Linked DNA regions of Mus musculus: region 1 is linked to region 2. The links are chromatin contacts, called in public promoter capture Hi-C maps. All regions are on one chromosome and are shown on one strand. Each heading gives the region's core, a stretch centred on a gene start, on an enhancer-like site or on the middle of the called end of the contact. The rest is flanking DNA. Distances are from core to core; before and after follow the strand shown.

Region 1 (6,106 bases), core at 186-2,685, 66 kb after region 2:
CAAGGAACTCTCTGTGAGCAAACAGCATTCCTTCTCCAGCCTCTGGGCAGGTCTTAGCGGGTGCCTCCACTACCCAGGCCCTCTGACCTCCTTAGAAAGTTATTATGCAGCCGTGTAGGTTATACCTCAATAAGACTACATTTTTTTCCAGGTGTCTCTTTTTGTAAAGACCTAATATTTAGAACTGGATTCCTACCAGATGGCACATTCATTTAGTGTATCTCCCATCATGCTTGACACGACAGGACTCAACATTTCTGGTCCTCAAGACCTGGGCATAATGGCACTAGAATGACAGAGGCAGGAGGATGACCATTTGGAACTAGCCTGAAATATATAGAGAGACTGTCTTAGGGTGTTCATTGCAGCGATGAAGCACTGCAGCCAAAAGCAGGCTAAGAAGGAAACGGTTTATTTGGCTTCTATTTCCACACTGAAGTCCATCATTGAAGGAAGTCAAGACTGGAACTCAAACAGGTCAGGAACCTGGGGGCAGGAGATGAAGCAGAGGCCGTGGAGGGATGCTGCTTACTGGCTTGTTCCTCATGGTTTGCTCAGCCTGCTTTCTCATAGAACCCAGGACCACCAACCCAGGGACGATGAGACCCACAGTGGGCTGGGCCCTTCCCCATCAATCACTAATTAAGAAAATGCCTTAAAGCTGGATCTTATGGAGGCATTTTCTTTAACTGAGGTTTGCTCCTCTCAGATGCCTTTAGCTTGTGTCAAGTTGATGTACAAACCAAGCAGTGCCTCTTCAGTGGCCTTGGATACGATCCAATGCACAACCCTCTCTCAGAAACCTCCACTTGCAACACCCACCAACAGACAGCGACATCTCAACAGCAAAGCAAGCACACAGGCACGACGCAAGTTTGGAGAACTGGAGGCCAGCTGCCAGGCAGAGACACAGTCTGTTCCCAGCTTGTCTTTCAATCTCACTGTGCAGCTTGGGGCACAACTCTCTGACTTTGGCACCTTCCTCCTCTTGGACAGGGAGGTCACTAGGCCTCTTCTAGTTTCCTTGGTCCTTCTAGGCCTCAACCCTTAGAAAAACGCAAGAAGGACTGAGTGTCTGCGTTCCTGGGCTTCCTTGATCTAAAATGCAGCCCTGGCAGCCGGAGGAAACCAGGAGCAGACCTCTGCAAGAAAGGGCGAGCAAGCTCCCTTGGACTGGAGCTGACCCCGAGCGTGAGGAACACTTGCTGAACCCTTTGAAGCTGGGGCTGTCCTTCGGGTGGGGCAGGAGTCCGGCTGGGAAGGATTTTTCTTATTGGCAAGCATTTCCTTTTCTCTGGCATCCCTTTTCCCCAGGAATTCCCTTTAGCTAAAAGAGAAAGCAAACAAAAGCCACCCTCTCCACAGACAGGAGCCTTTTCTCTGACTGCGAGGTCCTGATAAGAGAACCCGTCTGCCAATGGCTGCATCCTGTTCCAGAACCCTGTAGCTGCCTCTGCCAGGCAAAGCCTCTTTGGCCCGTGATTAATGGGCAGCCGCGGGTGGGGTGCAGTGTGCTGGACAGCCTTCAGGTAGTGGCTACAAGGTCAATGGTAGGTGAAGTTCTGGAATAGTACGAGAAGTCAAACCACCAGGCAAGTCTGTAAACTTGTCCAGCCGTGACTAGTTTATGTTTATGTCTCAGCCAATTACCCCCCCCCCCCCAAGCTTAGGCCTATCTCCCCCTCCCCCTTTTAGGCCTACCCCCATCCCTACACCCCCTGGTTAGTCACCAAAATTGTAACAGCTTCCAGATATGGCTAAGCTGTGGGACCATCTGAGGGAGTCCGAGGATAGCTATGAACTACTATTTAGAGGCCAGAGGCTGTCGTCAGGCCGCTTCCTCTGTCATTCTTCACCTACGTTTTGAGGCAGAGTCTCTCACTAAACATGAAGCTCATGAGTTTGGCTAGGCTGGCTAGCCGGCCATGAGCTCAGACAGTCCCCCTGTCTCCTCTCCCAGCACCGAGGTTACAGCGCTAGCCACCTCATCTAGGGATAGGAACTCAAGTTCCTGCTCTCGTTACCCACTGCTCCATCCCTTCAGCCACCCAGGGCATCCTCTCTATTCTAAGGGACATCTGCTTTGGCGGAGATCTAGCTGAGATAAGTTCTGCTATGGAGAATTCTCACATTCAACACAGAAGCCACTTGCCACATGTGGTTAGGTAGCATGCACCTGAATGTGGTCAACCCAAACTAAGACAGGAGAGAGATGCAAAATATGCCCTGCGCCTTAACGACTTAAAGTGACCCTCCTTCCCAGCAAGTAAAAGAACCCACTAATCATCTTTACACTGATACAGAAATATTAAATGTCAAGATGCCGTAGCATCTCCCTTATAAACCTTAGTTCAGACGTTATCAACACGGTGCCTGGAACCCATTGATCAGCAGCTGTGTTAGGTATAGCCCTGGTGGGAGCATTTAGGAAGGGCATATACTCCCATGTTTTGCCATAGCTTGATACTCAAGAGAGATTTTTTTCAGAGTAGAACTTGGGACACCAGCATCAATCCTCACTAGTAACTACAGGGCTTTGAGAAGCCTAGTTCCCTGGATTGGAGTTTTAGCATCCACAAAGTGGCTCAGAGTCCTTCCATCTTTTGTAGTGAACTTCAACAGTTCCCACATTCTGCATTACCTCTACCATGATACAAGCTTCCTGATTTGTATCATAATTAAAAAACAATAGGGTTAGCAGGATGCTGCCGTGGGTAAAGGTACTTGTCGTCGGGTCTGACATGTTGGAAGGAGAGAATCAATTCTTGCAGGCTGTCCTCTGACCTCCACATGCACACCATGGCACACAAATACATAAATACGGGCAATTAAAATAAAAAGAAACAATAAAAAGTTGAGGGTTTTTGTAATAAATTGTCCAAAAACTGTAAAGGAGTTTTCTGGCTGACGAACCCTTTCCTTCTCTCAATTTTGGCACTATGATATCTAAGGAGCAAAGGTCCCTCACATATACTGAATTATCTTATAGTAAAAGTTGCATCTGGTCCATGAACTCCAGCATAGCTACTTGACAGTGTCTCTCAGGAACTGAAAAGATGCTGGGTGTGGTGGCCTGTGCCCTTAGTTCCAGCACACAGGAGGCACAGGTGGGTCTGAGGCCACACGTGTTTATTCCTTACAGGCTAGGGGCTTAAAGTCCAAAGTGCGGGCAGGTGAGAACGGGCAGGTATGGTTCCTACCAAATGCTTTCTCATTTGCTCGGAACCCCTTCTTGCTGCGAGTTTCCATGTCCTCTTTGTATTTGCTGCCTGTGTTTGGCTTTGTTTGTTTTAAATGATTTTATATATACATATATGATATGATGTGATCATATATTCACAACTGTCCCCCCACTTACTCTCCCCTCTCTCTACCACTCCTACTAGGCTCCCCTTCTTTTTCTCAACTAAATCTCTGTCTATTTTTATTTTATTGTATTGTATGGTATTGTATGATATTGTATTGTGTGTGCACATGTATGCATGTATGTGTGTGTGTGTGTGTGCCTATGCCTGCATATGTGTTTACATGTGTGTGTGTTTGCAGGTCTTGTGCAGGTAGCCAAAACTGCTGTGTATTCCCGATTACAGCCTTCCCACAGCCCGAAGCCGCTGCTTCACTTCTCCCCCTCCAATTTTACCAGCTTTCTCTCCCTCTTCTACAATGTTCCCTGAGCCATGGAGGCAAGATATAGATGTCCTGCTTAGGGCTGAGCATCCAGCAGCTACATTGCATCTCTTCTTCTTCTTCTTCTTCTTCTTCTTCTTCTTCTTCTTCTTCTTCTCCTTCTCCTCCTTCTCCTCCTTCTCCTCCTTCTCCTCCTTCTCCTCCTTCTCCTCCTTCTCCTCCTTCTCCTCCTTCTCCTCCTTCTCCTCCTTCTCCTCCTTCTCCTCCTTCTCCTCCTTCTCCTCCTTCTCCTCCTTCTCCTCCTTCTCCTCCTTCCTTCTCCTCCTTCTCCTCCTTCTTTTCTTCTTCTTCTTCTTCTTCTTCTTCTTCTTCTTCTTCTTCTTCTTCTTCTTCTTCTTCTTCTTCTTCTTCTTCTAAATATATATATTTTTTAAAGATTTATTTATTATTATATGTAAGTACACTGTAGCTGTCTTCAGACACACCAGAAGAGGGAGTCAGATCTTGTTACGGATGGTTGTGAGCCACCATGTGGTTGCTGGGATTTGAACTCTGGACCTTCGGAAGAGCAGTCGGGTGCTCTTACCCACTGAGCCATCTCACCAGCCCCTAAATATATTTTTATTAGATATTTTCTTCATTTACATTTCAAATGCTATCCCCTTTCCTAGTTTCCTCTCCCCAAATCCTCTATCCCCTCTCCCTCCCCCTGCTCCCCAACCTACCCACTCCTGCTTCCTGGCATAGAATCTTTACAAGACCAAGGGTCTCTCTGCCCATTGATGGCTGACTAGGCCATTCTCTGTTACATATGCAGCTAGAGACATGAGTGCTACCATGTGTTTTCTTTGATTGCTGGTTTAGTCCCAGGGAGCTCTGGGGTTACTGATTAGTTCATATTGTTGCTCCTCTTATAGGGCTGCAGACACCTTCAGCTCCTTGGGTACTTTCTCTAGCTCCTTCATTGGGGACCCTGTACTCCATCCAATAGATGACTATGAGCATCCACTTCTGTATTTGCCAGGCACTAGCATAGCCTCACAGGAGACAGCTATATCAGAGTCCTATCAACAAAAATCTTGTTGACATCTGCAATAGTGTCTACTAAACCCAGCAAAACTCTCAATTACTGTAGATGAAGAAACCAAGGTATTTCATGACAAAACCAAATTTACACAATATCTCTCCACAAATCCTTCAAAGGATAATAAAGGGAAAACTCCAACACAAAGAGGGAAACTAAGCTCTAGAAAAAGCAAGAAAGTAATCTTTCAACAAACCTAAAGAAGACAGCCACATGAACAGAATTCCAACTCTAACAACAAAAGTAACAGGAAGCAACAACGACTTTTCCTTAATATCTCTTAATATCAATGGATTCAATTCCCCAATAAAAAGACATAGACTAACAGACTGGTTATGTAACAGGACCCAACATTTTGCTGCATACAGGAAACCCACCTCAGGGATAAAGACAGATACTACCTCAGAGTAAAAGTCTGGAAAACAATTTTCCAAGCAAATGGTCCCAAGAAACATGTTGGTGTAGCCATTCTAATATCAAATAAAATCGACTTTCAACCTAAAGTTATCAAAAAAGATAAGGAGGGACACTTCTTACTCATTAAAGGTAAAATTTACCAAGATAAACTCTCAATTCTGAACATCTATGCTCCAAATGCAAGGGCATCCACATTCATTAAAGAAACTTTGCTAAAACTCAAAGCACACATTGCACCTCACACAATAATAGTGGAAGACTTCAACATCCCACTCTCATCAATGGACAGATCCTGGAAACAGAAACTAAACAGAGGCACAGTGAAACTAACAGAACTTATGAAACAAATGGATTTAACAGATATCTATAGAACATTTCATCCTAAAACAAAAGGATATACCTTCTCAGCATCTCATGGTACCTTCTCCAAAACTGACCATATAATCGGTCACCAAACAGACCTCAACAGATACAAAAATATTGAAATAATCCCATGCAGCCTATCAGATCACCACGGACTAAGGCTGATCTTCAATAACAACATAAATAATAGAAATCCAACATACAGGTGGAAGTTGAACAACACTCTACTCAGTGATAACTTGATCAAGGAAGAAATAAAGAAACTAAAGACTTTTTAGAGTTTAATGAAAATGAAGCCACAACATACCCAAACTTATGGGACACCATGAAAGCAGCCCTAAGAGGAAAACTCATAGCGCTGAGTGTCGCATCTCTTCTTATGAGGACCTCTGCAGGTGACATTAGAGTCACCCTGAAGATCCTCACTTTAATTCAGGTACTTCTTTAAAAGTTCGTTCTCAAATGCAGCCACGTGGTGATCTACCAGGAGTTAAAGCATCAATATGGGAGCCTGAGGGAGGAGCTAGTGCAGTCCATAATTCTACCTAGCCTAAGTGATCCCTCCCATCTCAGACGAGGGAGTCATGCAGAACTTTAGTTAGCCGTTGGCGAAAG
Region 2 (6,844 bases), core at 3,319-5,818:
CAGTCTGGTGGCTGGAAACACTAGGAGGCCTTCCTGTGGGAGATGGCTCTTTAGGGGAAGGCCTCTTTCATTGTTCTAACACAGAGGGTCTTGGTGAGCAGAAATGTTCCATGGTTTGAGAAAGAAAAAGAGAGAAAAAGAAAAAGAAAAGGAGAGGCTGGCCATGACCCCATGGAGAGAGAGGAGAAGGGAGGGAGAGAAAGAGAGCGGAAAAATGAGAGTAACAGATAAGAGCTTAAGAGAGAGAAGAGGGGCCAAGCAGCCCCTTTTATAGTGGGCTGGGCTACCTTGCTGTTGCCAGGTAACTGGGGAGGAGCATACCTGGTTATTGCCAGGTTAACTGTAGGGGTGGAGTCTAGCCAGAATACCAGGAGCTCGGGACATTGTCTACATGACTGATAGTCACCAGATTGTGGAGTTGAGGACTCATGGTGTCAGGCGTTTGTGTCTGGGAAGGTGGCTCCCTGTCCCATCTCTTGTAGAGTTTCCTGCTGGGTCTCCAGGGTAAGCCTCCGCCGACCAGAACACAGACTGCCTTTTGAGTCCCGCAGAGCTGCTGCTGGAATGAGACTTGATCTTCATATTAAGAACAGTGAAGGATTTTTTGCAAGATAGTGATACAGTCATAGTTGTGTGTTTTTAAGAGTTCAGTCTGACTTTTAGGGAGATAACTCATTATGGATAAGACAGGTGTGGCAATCTGCAAATACCAGGGTCAGCAGGTAATGATGTGCATGCGGCAAGATGGAAATCAGCTCAGCAAGACTTTGCCGGTGTTGGTTCAGATTCTAGAGTCTGATACTGGACACTTTATTTTAGACATATTCAAATACAGAACGGTTTTAAATAAATGCTTCCTGGTAACAACTGACTCAATCCCACGTGAACAATAAAGCTTAAGGCGTGACTGCATTAGAACTGTTTTGTAAAGTACATGTGACCTCTTCCATAAAGATGAGTTCTACAGCTTAAGGGCCTAGGGGAGAACCTGGTGTATCCCAGTCATACAGATAACAAGGTGGTTACCAAGTTATAAAGTACACGTGCAATAGAATGGGTTCTGTTGACCGAGGAACAATGTTCACGATAAAGGTCTAGGGAGGAAGGATCTGGGGAGTTCGTATGTGGCCTGGCCCTATAGGTAGCACAGATCACCAGGCTGCTAACTGCATCTCCTCCCAGCCTTCTGTGTAGAAGCAAGTAGACATTCCCCCTGAGGAGACAATCCAGCCTGTCTAACATCCCTGCTTTCCCTGGTGCTTATCTGTGAGCACAAGGCTCTCATGCTCTCTACAGATGGGTACAGACTGAACAAGTTGTAGGGGTTAAGATCAATAGGGCTTGGTCATGAGTTAAACATGGATGATGAAGGCTGCCCATGGGTTATTACAGAGACTCTGTATCTTGAGTTCTTGCTTATATAGTTGGATGTATAATAATGCAGTTCTATAACAAAGCACGAGAGAAAGTGCAGATTTGGAGGGGAAGCTCATGAGGTTAGTTTGAAGTATCTTTGATACTTGCCTTTCAGTCTCCATATAACTTCAATTGCATGTAGAATAAGGTGTAAATTCTGACCATGGCTTTGAAGGCCGACCATTTCTGGGTATTTATTCTTACTGTCTCAAACTTCCGTCGTCTTTGTATGTGCTGGTTTCTCTCCCTGAATCTCCTTCACCACTCTCTGCCTCATTTTAACTTCTCATCATTGAGGTGTCACCCCTTCATCATTTCTTTGGGAAAATATTGAGATATATTGATTAGGTGGAAGGTAAGTAGGAAATAGCCACCATCTACTTTGATTAATATTATTACATCTATATAACATGCAGAAACAAGTGGGCTTAAGTTGTGGGTTCCTCCTTGAATTTGGTGACTTTTGAATCATTACTGTTATTTATTCCAGTGTTTGCACTGTCCCAGATCTACCCAGTGCCTTGCCCACCAGCCGCCTCCTGTGCTCTTGCTGTTTTTGGAGTACTTCCTTCTCACACCAGAATATTTCTAGTTCCTCCTGCGCTTTCACAGCCCATCCCCAAAGTTACCGTTTCTCCAAGGAGCTCATGATTCCTGAGCTGTCTTTGGTTTTAGTTTAGTCCCTCTCAAAGACTTAAACAATTATGGAGGCTAGTCTTTCCACCTGCCTCCCACAGAAGTTACTGTGTTCATTTGAAGGGCAGGGAATTCATTGTTGCTGTTTGTATTTCATTTTAGCACCCTTGCCATCTTTGTAGCCTTTTTGTGTGTGAGTGTATGTGTGCCTGTATGTGTGTGTGCACGCGTGTGTGTGTCTGTGTGTGTGTGTGTGTGTGCACACGTGCGTGCGCGTGTGCGCGCACATACATCCAGGTGTGTGTGGAGTGGATATATAACAACATGGCTTTCACAGTGAAATGGAAAGGTTGATCATTCGTGCACCTATTTATTTCTTTACCTGCTTCTGCCTTGTACTTTATTTCATTTCTTACTACTTTTTCTCTTAACTAGAAAGTGGTGTACATTTTGTGCATAATAGTTCACAGTGTATATACAGTGTAATTCAACCATTTTCCTGTATGTTGGCTCTAAGGTTGGCTCAGTAGTTACAATGACTAATTTTGTGGAGGGATAGGTTTTCACATAATGGTGGACTAATTAAGGGTCATTTCCTAGAAATGAGAGTAAAAGTCATTTTGCTGCATATTTCTAAATTCCGCATTCTAGAGCCATGTTCACTTACATTTCTACAAGCACACACACAGAGAGAGAGAGAGAGAGAGAGAGAGAGAGAGAGAGAGGCAGAGAGACAGAGAGACTATTCCTACTGCTTCAGAGAGAGAGAGAGAGAGAGAAAGGCAGAGAGACAGAGAGACTGCTTCAGCACTGTGTTAACATTTACCTATCTAAACATCATTCTATAGATGTAACATAGCAGTTTATCATACATGTACCCTTTTTTTCTATTAAGTTGATAATTGGTTATTGTTTGCCTCTATGAAGGCTATTTTGAAGTATTAATTTTATGTTCAAAGTTGCTAAATCTTTTTAATTGAATCTCAAGGATTTTTCTGGCATACTAATTATATCACATTACATGCAGGTATTTGTAATTCTAATGTCTTTGAGTAATTCTCTTGTGTAATTGTGTTTGCTGTCTCCCTATCTGTACCTCACCTCTTTGTCAAGTAGTAGTAGAGCTAGCAGTTATCTTTGCCTTGTGCCTTACACTTACAGCATTTATATTTAGCATTTATTGATACTTATAGCATTTCTTCATTAAGAGACTCATTTTTAGACTTGATTACAGTTATTTAATCAACCAACAAAATATGGAAGACTTACTTTATGTAAGTTATACACATGATGTTAAACAAAATGTATCTGTGTTGTTTCCAGGCCTGAAGGAAAATGGAAGCCACCTGTAAGATTTAATTTCGTCAACTTGATAGACAGGATGTGGGATTATCTAGCAGACCAGTCAGGGCACGCCTCAGGGATTATCCATATTAGCACAACTGAAGTGAGGAAACACTCCTTAACTTTGAGGGGCAGCATCCCATGAGGCTGGGTTCCCCATGAATTAGGGTTCCTCATGAATTACTGAATTATAACCTTGCAGGACACCAGTATTTGGTGCTCTTTGCTTCACAGCTGGATGCCTCCCACTCCTGTCAGCAGGATTTTCCTGCAGTGGCACACTGGACCCTCAGACTGCGAGCCACAGCAAACCCTTCTTCAAGTCTCTTCTTGTTGACGATTTTGTCATAGCAACGAGAAGGGTACCTAATACACATGCTTTAAAGTCTTCCCCTGACTCCCAAACAAACAACCGTATTTGACTCTGCATCTCACAGCACCACCAGATGGAGCACCATGGCCCTCACATCACGTGGCCATCAAGACATAAACTAAGCTCTAGTTAAAGGTGCTCCTGATGCAAGCTGAAGACAGGGACAGAGGCAGCTTAACCAGCACCAGAAGAACAAGTCAAGTGCTTGGCAAACACAAAACCAACTCCTGGTTGGTTTGCTAGTTTGTTTATTCGTGGGCTTTTTGTTTCATTTTGTTTGTTTGTTTTCTCCTTTTTTCCCTCTTACTGCTTTTCTGTTTTGGGTGTTTTGTTTTTTGTCTATATTTTGAGAAAGAATGTAAAATTGAGTAGGTAGAGTGGTGGGAGTAATTAGAGGAAGGGAAAACATAATAAAAATACATTGTGTGAAAAATGTTAAAGAAAAAATAAAATGCAACAGTTTTGAAAAAAAGGAAAAAAAAAAGTAGGAGTAATTCTGAAGACTTAGAGCACAAATAGGTCCTAGTAAGAAATCCCCAATACCAAGCTTAAAATGTTAGCACAGGTTTGGATGCCCTAGTTCTAGCTTACCTTAAATGTTCAGGAAGGACGAGGATGGAAAGCGTAGAGAAGTCTGCTTTGGGACAAACATCAAATACACAAGCAGGGTGTGGTTCCTCTTAGATTCGGCCCCAAAGCGAAAGAAGGAAATGAAAGGGAAAGTTTAGGATCCAGTATGAAGGAAGGAGAATTACAGCCAGCACCTCCTCCATGAGTGGTGTCCATAAATGAAACTGCACAGAGAGCAGAGCTGTCAGAAGAGGGAGCTCTCAGGCTAGGAACCTGGTTTATAGGATGATAAGGTGGTCATAGCCATGCAGAACTACAGGAAAGAGAGTGTGTGGACATCCTCACTGAGAGTCACAGACTTAACAACTGTGTTCCTTTTTGGAGTAATATCTTCAAACAACACTTAAGACAAATGAAAACCAAGTTGGATCAGAAATACTAAAATTAAAAAGAAAAGAAGAAATGGGTATTGATTGACTTCAAGATTGTATTAGAAACGAAGTCTGAACGACAGGATGTAGAAGGGAGGATGACTGCGTGTAACGATGGAGTCGAGACTGCAGCGAAGTCGAGGGAGGCAGAGAGCTCTAGTGGGTGAGGCTGAGCCCCAGAAGACCAACAGTGCAGGGAGAGAGTGAGCGACTCAGAAGACAAGAGAAGGAGGTGCAGCGTGGGACTACTGGGAGAACCTCAGGAAAAGCCAACCACCCAAACTAATACCTGAAATTAGAATAGAAAAAGAAACCTAAATAGGGAAAAAAACAAAACAAAACAACCCTTCACTCTTCATCTTAAAAGGGCCTATAAGATACCAGGGACTATTAACCCAGAAAAGTCCAAAGAACAGCTTAATAAAACTGTTAAAATTACAGACCAAACCAAAAACGTCTTACGAGCTCCAGACTCACAAAAGCATGTGCATTAAACTTACTGGAGTTGTCCCAATAGATTGAAAAGCCAGGCCACATAAAGCCACGTTTCAGCACCCTGAAGGTATACAAACCAGGTATGGTACCCATTCCCTCTCCAAGCATCAAGGCTATAGCAAGCAGTGAGGAAGGTGAAGGATTCAGAGGGCGTGTGCTGCACGTGTGCATGGATGTCCCACAGGGGAGCTCTCGTCTCGTTCTGGCTGAGTAGGAAAGCTGCCCTGGACAGATAAGGATGTCCTGTGTACAGATCGGAGCTGAGATCAAAACTACACTGTAAGTAGAGGTGTATTTGATGGCCAGGGTTTGTTCTGAAAAAAATGGAGCTGATCAAAGTAACAAAGAATGAGGACTTACTGTAGGAGCTGACTGACCAGTCTGCAAGGGGCTGTTGCTTCTGTTTAGTATCTCAGTGGCAGATGGAGCCATGGATACAGAAAGACAAAGGAAAGAAGGACAAACTAGAATCCTTGTAGGCTCTGCTTTATTTAATGTGACTAGCAAGTGCTCTTTATTGTGGAGCAACACATTTCTGGACCATAGGGTAGAGAAGCTGGGGTTCCCTGGGGTCCCTTCTGAGTCTGCTGAGGCTTTGTGTGTCCTTTGTGTCTAGCCTGGCTTACTCCCTTCAGCTGTGTCTCATACGGAATATAATCCAGCCTCCTATAACTAGATGACCCCATGCATGTCTGCATATTTACTCATGTGAGTAATGTACTGTATTATGTATATAGATTACATCCCGCATGTTTCCCTATGGGACATAATTGTGAAGAGTGATATTGCTAATTTCTTTTGAAATTTAGAGGTTTTTTTTTTTTTAATTTATGGTTAAATTGGGTGAGAGTTCACTGTTGTACTGAGTACTGTTAAATTCCTTACACAGATTGTCCCTTAATTCACTTAACCTAGGGAGTCATTCATGATGTTTCCCCATCCCACAAGTGAGAAAACTGATAAAAGGTGAGCAGTTTGGCCAAAGTCTCAAATCCTTCCCACTTCTGCCCACTCCTACCCTTCCACTTCCCAGGCATCTATCTGCTCCTCAGGATTTTCCAAGATATCCTTGGTTGTTTAGTTGTTGCTTCTCAGCAGTTTGATCGTGAGCTGTCAAGGCATGTTTTCCTCTGTTGGGTCTTAGATGCTATGCTGGCCTGAAGTTACGTATACTAATTCCTTAGCTAGAATGAGAACATTAGGCATTAATCAATGTTTGTTTTGCCCTGATTTCTTCTCTTTTCCTTTTGGATTCTTGTAACTCCTTAGATGCTCTAAGCTGATCCCAAGTTGCCTGAAGAAGTGTCTCTTTTCACTCAGTCTCCCAGTGTCCTTTCTCTGATGTTACCTCAGGGCTCCTGGCCTTTTCCTCTGCCACCAGTTTGCTAGTGAGCTCATTCAGTTTCTTCGTTTCAAGTAGGTGTTTTCAGCTCTGACATCTTCATTTAGTTTTTCTTTTATGGTCTTATCTGTTTGCTTATATTTCCTGTCTTTTCATTCATTTCATTTGTATTTTTCTTTTACTTAATGAAACATGATTTTATAGCTGCTTCAAGTCTCTGCTGATTGAAATTATTTT

What was found. Capture Hi-C pulls out chosen DNA fragments and counts their contacts.
Region 1: a contact with region 2 is called in a promoter capture Hi-C map of adipose tissue. The contact joins two enhancer-like sites. A contact is called at or near these places in 1 of 39 promoter capture datasets (liver), 2 of 484 Hi-C or Micro-C datasets (cerebral cortex and nephron progenitors), 2 of 115 datasets of contacts at active chromatin or transcription factors (astrocytes and embryonic stem cells) and 2 of 9 other capture datasets (adipose tissue and pancreatic islet).

Annotation. Positions count from the first base shown.
Region 1 is chr19:56,630,361-56,636,466 of GRCm38.p6, forward strand. No RefSeq gene overlaps it. Among named protein-coding and RNA genes, the nearest start is that of Gm32441, 31 kb to the right of the region's middle. Within about 2 kb of position 1,436, at least 25 of the 459 cell types and tissues checked have an H3K27ac peak or open chromatin away from gene starts, as enhancers often do. A contact at or near this core is called in adipose tissue, where this site is marked.
Region 2 is chr19:56,561,668-56,568,511 of GRCm38.p6, forward strand. All of the region lies in intron 2 of Nhlrc2 (NHL repeat containing 2), which reads left to right. Among named protein-coding and RNA genes, the nearest start is that of Nhlrc2, 17 kb to the left of the region's middle. Within about 2 kb of position 4,569, at least 31 of the 459 cell types and tissues checked have an H3K27ac peak or open chromatin away from gene starts, as enhancers often do. A contact at or near this core is called in adipose tissue, where this site is marked.